Linked DNA regions of Mus musculus: region 1 is linked to region 2. A link is a contact called in public ChIA-PET data. All regions are on one chromosome and are shown on one strand. Each heading gives the region's core, a stretch centred on a gene start, on an enhancer-like site or on the middle of the called end of the contact. The rest is flanking DNA. Distances are from core to core; before and after follow the strand shown.

Region 1 (2,700 bases), core at 112-2,611, 660 kb before region 2:
CTTACATACCAACTGGTAAAAGTAGGCCACTTCAAATCCTGCTTGTCTGTAGTCCCATAGATCCCGTGTGGGTATGTATGCATATGCTGCACCAGTTAACTGCTTCTGAGCCTCTAACACCACGTCTGTTAGGTTGCTGTGCACAGTCAGACTTGCTGGTGATACTTGGTAGCATCCTTGGATGCTCTAGGTCAGTGATTCTCAACCTGTAGGTTGAGACCCATGGGGCTGCACATCAGATATTTACATTATAATTCATAACAGAAGCAGAACTATGAAATAGCAACGAAACAATGTTATGGTTGGGGGGAGGGGTAGAGGGTGGGTCACCACAACACCAGGAACTGCAGCATTAAGGAACTGCAGCATGTAGAAAGTTGAGAACTGCTGCTATAGCTATTTTCAAAGGCTGTATCTCCAAATACATTAATTATCAGGGAATGTGGAGATCATTTCCAAACACAGGAATCCGGGGAGATGCATTTGATCTACAACCTTCTGAGAATACTTTGGGAGGAATTTGGCCATAAGACATTCAGCTGAGCCCTCTGACAGGTCGTCAGCTTGGAGGCCAACAGGAACAGGCAGGGCTGGAGGAAGCAGTGACATGAGAAAGAAGTAGAGAGGAACCTGGAGAGAGAGCCATTAAAGCCACACCCTTTCCGAAGCAAAGCTTACAAGCAAAGCTTACAAGCACAGGTACTGTAAGTGGCAGAGAGGTGCTTCTAACATTCTGTGGTAAGGTCCCTCACACAAGAAGGAGTCATTGGAACAAGGGCTGAATAGGCCATGAGACAGCCACTAAACCAAGGGAAGACTGTCATAAGATGGGGTGTTAGGAAGTGCTAAGCATTTTTTTCTCCTACTGTAAAAGCTTCATGTCTTTGGCACTGTCCATAGGATCTAATTTTGTTTTAAAGATTTATCTATTTATTTTATGTATATGAGTACACTGTTGCTCTCTTCAGACTCAGTAGAAGAGGGCATCAGATCTCATTACAGATGGTTGTGAGCCACCATGCGGTTGCTGGGAATTGAACTCAGGACCTCTGGAAGAGCAGTCAGTGCTCTTAACTGCTGAGGCATCTCTCCAGCCCCCTAATTTTGTTTTATAAGCCATGCATGTACACACACATACACACACACACACACACACACACACACACACACACACACAGTAGTGTGCATATGGAAGTCAGAGGACACTTTGCTGGAGTCTATTCTCTCCTTTCACCATGAGGGGCTGAGAGATTAAACTCTGTCGTGGAAGTGACAAGCACTTTACCCTTCAGCCCTCTCTCTGGCTCTGTATTCAATACATCTAAGCCAACACTGGGAAGTTTCCATCAGTAAGGAAACCACAGTTTACTTCCTTACTCACAAACCCTTGTAGGTGCTAGGCAGAGCAGAGCGGCAGAGCCTGCAGTAACTACAAAGGCCCTTTGGATATCAGTTTCATTTCAACTTTAACCTCTGAGTTTTTCCACAGACCCCATGTGAAGCCACAAAGATCCTCTTGTCCTGCTGTGACTCTGCAGTCGGAGGTCTTGTTTTGGAAACAGACACCTGCCTGAGTCGAGTCTGAGGCAGCAGTGGCTGAGCCCGTTTGCCAGGCTACTCCACAGGTCCCATGCTCTCAGCCTTCCCAGCCCAGGGAGAAAACTATGTCTTAGTTTTACTGTGGAGTTCTGGCTGTGTCTTTTAGAAGGGGAAGTGGGGTTGGGGGGGGGGGAGCAGCCTGTTAAAATTGCAAAGTATGATTTTAGAAAACGTTCAGAAAATGTCAATGAATTTAAGCAGAACTCAGTCTTTACCGTGGACAAATGAATATTCCTTGAGGGGCTGTCTAGATAAATAATTGAACCCACGTTCACTACTGAGAAGTGCACAGTCTGGCGAGAAGTGTGCTTCCCATAGGGATAGCATGTGAAACTCAGAAATCATTTTATAGATTCTGCACTGAATAAAGGAAAAGGGAAAATGAAAATAATTAGCTGGGTTTTGTTTGTTTGTTTGTTTTGTTTTGTTTTTTGAGACAGGGTATCATTATGTTGCTCTGCTGTCCTAGAACTTGATACAGAGACCAGGCTGGCCTCAAATTCACAGAGATCTGCCTGCCTCTGCCAGCAGAAAACTGATTTCAATGATGTAATTGACTCAACTCAATATACCCCCAGATCTATACTCTCAAATATACTCCAGATAAAACTGCTAGCAGTATATTTTATGTTAATTTAAGGTTTTATTTTAGTTAGTTTAGAGTTTTGTACTATGTTGTGTCCGGCCAGCAGATCACAACATGGGTTTTAGCCTGGAAAGACATTTTGGAAACCTGGAAGAGAAGAGGGGCTAGGTGGCGAGATAAAGAAATGTAGCTAAGACAGTCATTCTGATCAAAGTTCAATTTTACTGTTCCGCACGCAATTATAAAGCAGGGGAAGGGGGCCCGATTCCCGCCAATTAGTCTTGGGGTCCAATAGCAGGGTGACCACATGCACGGCTCCAAACAGCAAAGCGGCAGGTTCCAGCAGTGGGCATGGTAGAACGATTGAGCAGGAAGCTCCACCCCTGAGCAAGCAGGTTTCAGGCTGGGGGAGGGGAGACTACATCTCCTCCCTTTTGTTAACAAAAAAAATAAAATAATAAAAAAAAAAAAGAAAAAGCTGGCCTGAGGCAAAAAATTTATCTATGCTTAATAGT
Region 2 (2,850 bases), core at 201-2,700:
GGGTACTGATTAGTTCATATTGTTGTTCCACCTATAGAGTTGCAGACCCCTTCAGCTCCTTGGGTACTTTCTCTAGCTCCTCCATTGGAGGCCCTGTGTTCCATCCTATAGATGACTGTGAGCATCCACTTCTGTATTTGCCAGGCATTGGCATAGCCTCATACGAGACAGCTATATCAGGGTCCCTTCAACAAAATTGCTGGTGTATGCAATAGTGTCTGGGTTTGGTGGCTGATTATGTGATGGATCCCCTGGTGGGGTAGTCTCTGGATAGTCCATCCTTTTGGTCTTAGCTCCAAACTTTGTCTCTGTAACTCCTTTCATGGGTATTTTGTTTCCTATTATAAGGAGGAATGAAGTATCCACATGTTGGTCTTCCTTCTTGATTTTCTTGTGTTTTGCAAATTGTATCTTGGATATTCTAAGTTTCTGGGCTAGTATCCACTTATCAGTAAATGCATATCTAATGACTTCTTTTGTGATTGGGTTACCTCACTAAGGATGATGCCCTCCAGGTCCATCCATTTTCCCAAGAATTTCATAAATTCATTGTTTTTAATAGCTGAGTAGTACTCCATTGTGTAAATGTATCACATTTTCTGTACCCATTCCTCTGTTGAGGGACATCTGGATTCTTTCCAGCTTCTGGCTATTATAAATAAGGCTGCTATGAACATAGTAGAGCATGTGTTCTTATTACCAGTTGAAACATCTTCTAGATATATGCCCAGGAGAGGTATTGCAGGATCCTCCGATAGTACTATGTCCAATTTTCTGAGGAACCGCCAGACTGATTTCCAGAGTGGTTGTACAAGCCTGCAATCCCACCAACAATGGAGGAGTGTTCCTCTTTCTCCACATCCTCGCCAGCATCTGCTGTCACCTGAATTTTTGATCTTAGCCAAAGAATGGGCATCTTTAGCTGCAATTTCTACACAATATAACTTTAAAAAGCCTTTTTAAAAGTAAAAGTAATAAGGGCCCAGTCGTGTAAATGGCTATAATTTACTTATAGTGGTGGTCTTAGTGGCTCTGAAAACATTATAATATTGTTTGCATCCACCTAAGCATAGTCATCTTCATATTGGCAGATCTTTGACAATTGATGAGGGTTGGATATTGCTAAATATGGTCAATGTTAAACACAGCTAAGTCTTACCTGTAATGTGGGGGTGTGATCCCTGGAGGGTATGGCTGAGACCTGTGATGCACTCAGGATTAAATGCAATGTGTCAACACACATTGAAGCCTCCTGTGCAGGTCTGACATGGGTAGTTAGTGGGAAAAGCCTTCCTTTAATTAACTGAAGACATAAACGTATGAAAGAAGACCTCTGTGAAAGATCTTAAGGTTGAGAACTTCTTACATAATAGCCATGAAGCTGAAGCAAGTGGGGTGCTTGTGACAAGAGAGCCTTTGATGTTGATAGAAAAGCAAACTGGAAAGATTCATTCAACCTTCAGAACCTCAGATCCACCCACACTGGAAATTGTCACTAACGTACTCTGGCCCAGGAATAACACATACCCGGACTTGTTATTTGAGTCTTATAATAGAAAGAGGTCAAGAGCCAAAAGGAAGAGTTTTATGAAAGTAAAATTGAAATGTAGTACTAATGAAGTGGCCACAAATAAACGAATTCAGACTCCAGTTGACAAGATACACTGCTCAGATAGTTGTCAACCCTGCGATAGGCTGTGCTCCTAAGAGAAGAGCTTCCAGGATTTGTAACAGCTCATGGCTTGCTCAAGGATGATGGCATTCCTGATTTGCCTTGTTGTACTATTTGGTTTTCAGTAAAATCTCCTGTATACATCTCTATTAAAATGCAATTTGTGTGTGTGGACTTTGTGATAATCTATATTCGAGGTTGCACAAAACATTGGCCATTGCTTTGAAAGAAAACACGGGACTGTTTATCCTCAGAAGAACACGGCTTTACAACATGTTGAATAGAGTAATGGCTTTCCTGGGTGTCCAGTTCCTGAGTTCCGAATGTTAGAAGACATTAGGAGAAAGAACTTTGAGACGTTGTTCTGTTTTGGTTTTTGGGTTTGTTTGTTGGTTGGTTGGTTGGTTGACTGTTGCTTGTTTAGTTGATTGGTTATTGGTTGTTGTTTGGTTGTTGCTAGTTTGGTTGGCTGGCTATTGGTTATTGGTTGGTTGGTTGGTTGGTTGTTCATTGTTTAGTTGATTGGTTGTTGGTTGGTTGGTTACTTGTTTGGGTAGTTGTTTGGTTGTTGTTTTGCTGTTTGTTAATTGGTTCATTGTTGTTTGGTTGGTTAGTTGGTTTGGTTGCTTATAGGTTGGTTGGTTGGTTGTTGGTTGTTTGGTTGGTCGGCTGGTTACTATTTAGTTTTGGCTTTGTTATGTTTTTTGTTTTTTGTTAGGTGATTTTAATCTAATCACATGAGTTCTTAAAAGCAGAGAACCTTCCCAGGCCAATGTCAAAATCAGAGGAAGATGTTTGAACCAGCAGGGAGCAGGATTATAAAGATGTGACTTACACAGTCAGTCTACCACTGTGGGGATTAAAGGGGGAGGAAGAGCCTGCGACCTAAGGAGTATGTACAGACCCTAGAAGCTGCAGATGTCAAAGAAACAGATTCTACCTCAGGGCTTTGGGAAATTGTATGCAGCCATACCAACATCCTAAGTTTTAGCCTGGTGAAGCCTCTCAGATTTCTGATTTATAAAAATACATTGTAATAAGCATGCGCTGTCTTAAACCACCAAGTTTGTATAAATCTTTTACACAAGCCGTAGAAAAGAAATATAATCAATATTGGATGTTTTTTATTCTGCTATTGTTTATATTATTTTTCTTTATACACACTCTCATTTATTTTT

What was found. ChIA-PET counts read pairs in DNA pulled down with a chosen protein or histone mark.
Region 1: a contact with region 2 is called in an RNA polymerase II ChIA-PET map of memory CD8 T cells, with 14 read pairs. The contact joins two enhancer-like sites. A contact is called at or near these places in 1 of 484 Hi-C or Micro-C datasets (CD4 T cells) and 1 of 115 datasets of contacts at active chromatin or transcription factors (memory CD8 T cells).

What each region holds. Positions count from the first base shown.
Region 1 is chr10:21,905,937-21,908,636 of GRCm38.p6, reverse strand. The region is part of intron 1 of Sgk1 (serum/glucocorticoid regulated kinase 1); the gene reads right to left. Among named protein-coding and RNA genes, the nearest start is that of Gm46215, 25 kb to the right of the region's middle. Within about 2 kb of position 1,361, at least 95 of the 459 cell types and tissues checked have an H3K27ac peak or open chromatin away from gene starts, as enhancers often do.
Region 2 is chr10:21,247,346-21,250,195 of GRCm38.p6, reverse strand. The region is part of intron 1 of Gm33728 (a long non-coding RNA gene); the gene reads left to right. Among named protein-coding and RNA genes, the nearest start is that of Gm33728, 3.5 kb to the left of the region's middle. Within about 2 kb of position 1,450, at least 6 of the 459 cell types and tissues checked have an H3K27ac peak or open chromatin away from gene starts, as enhancers often do.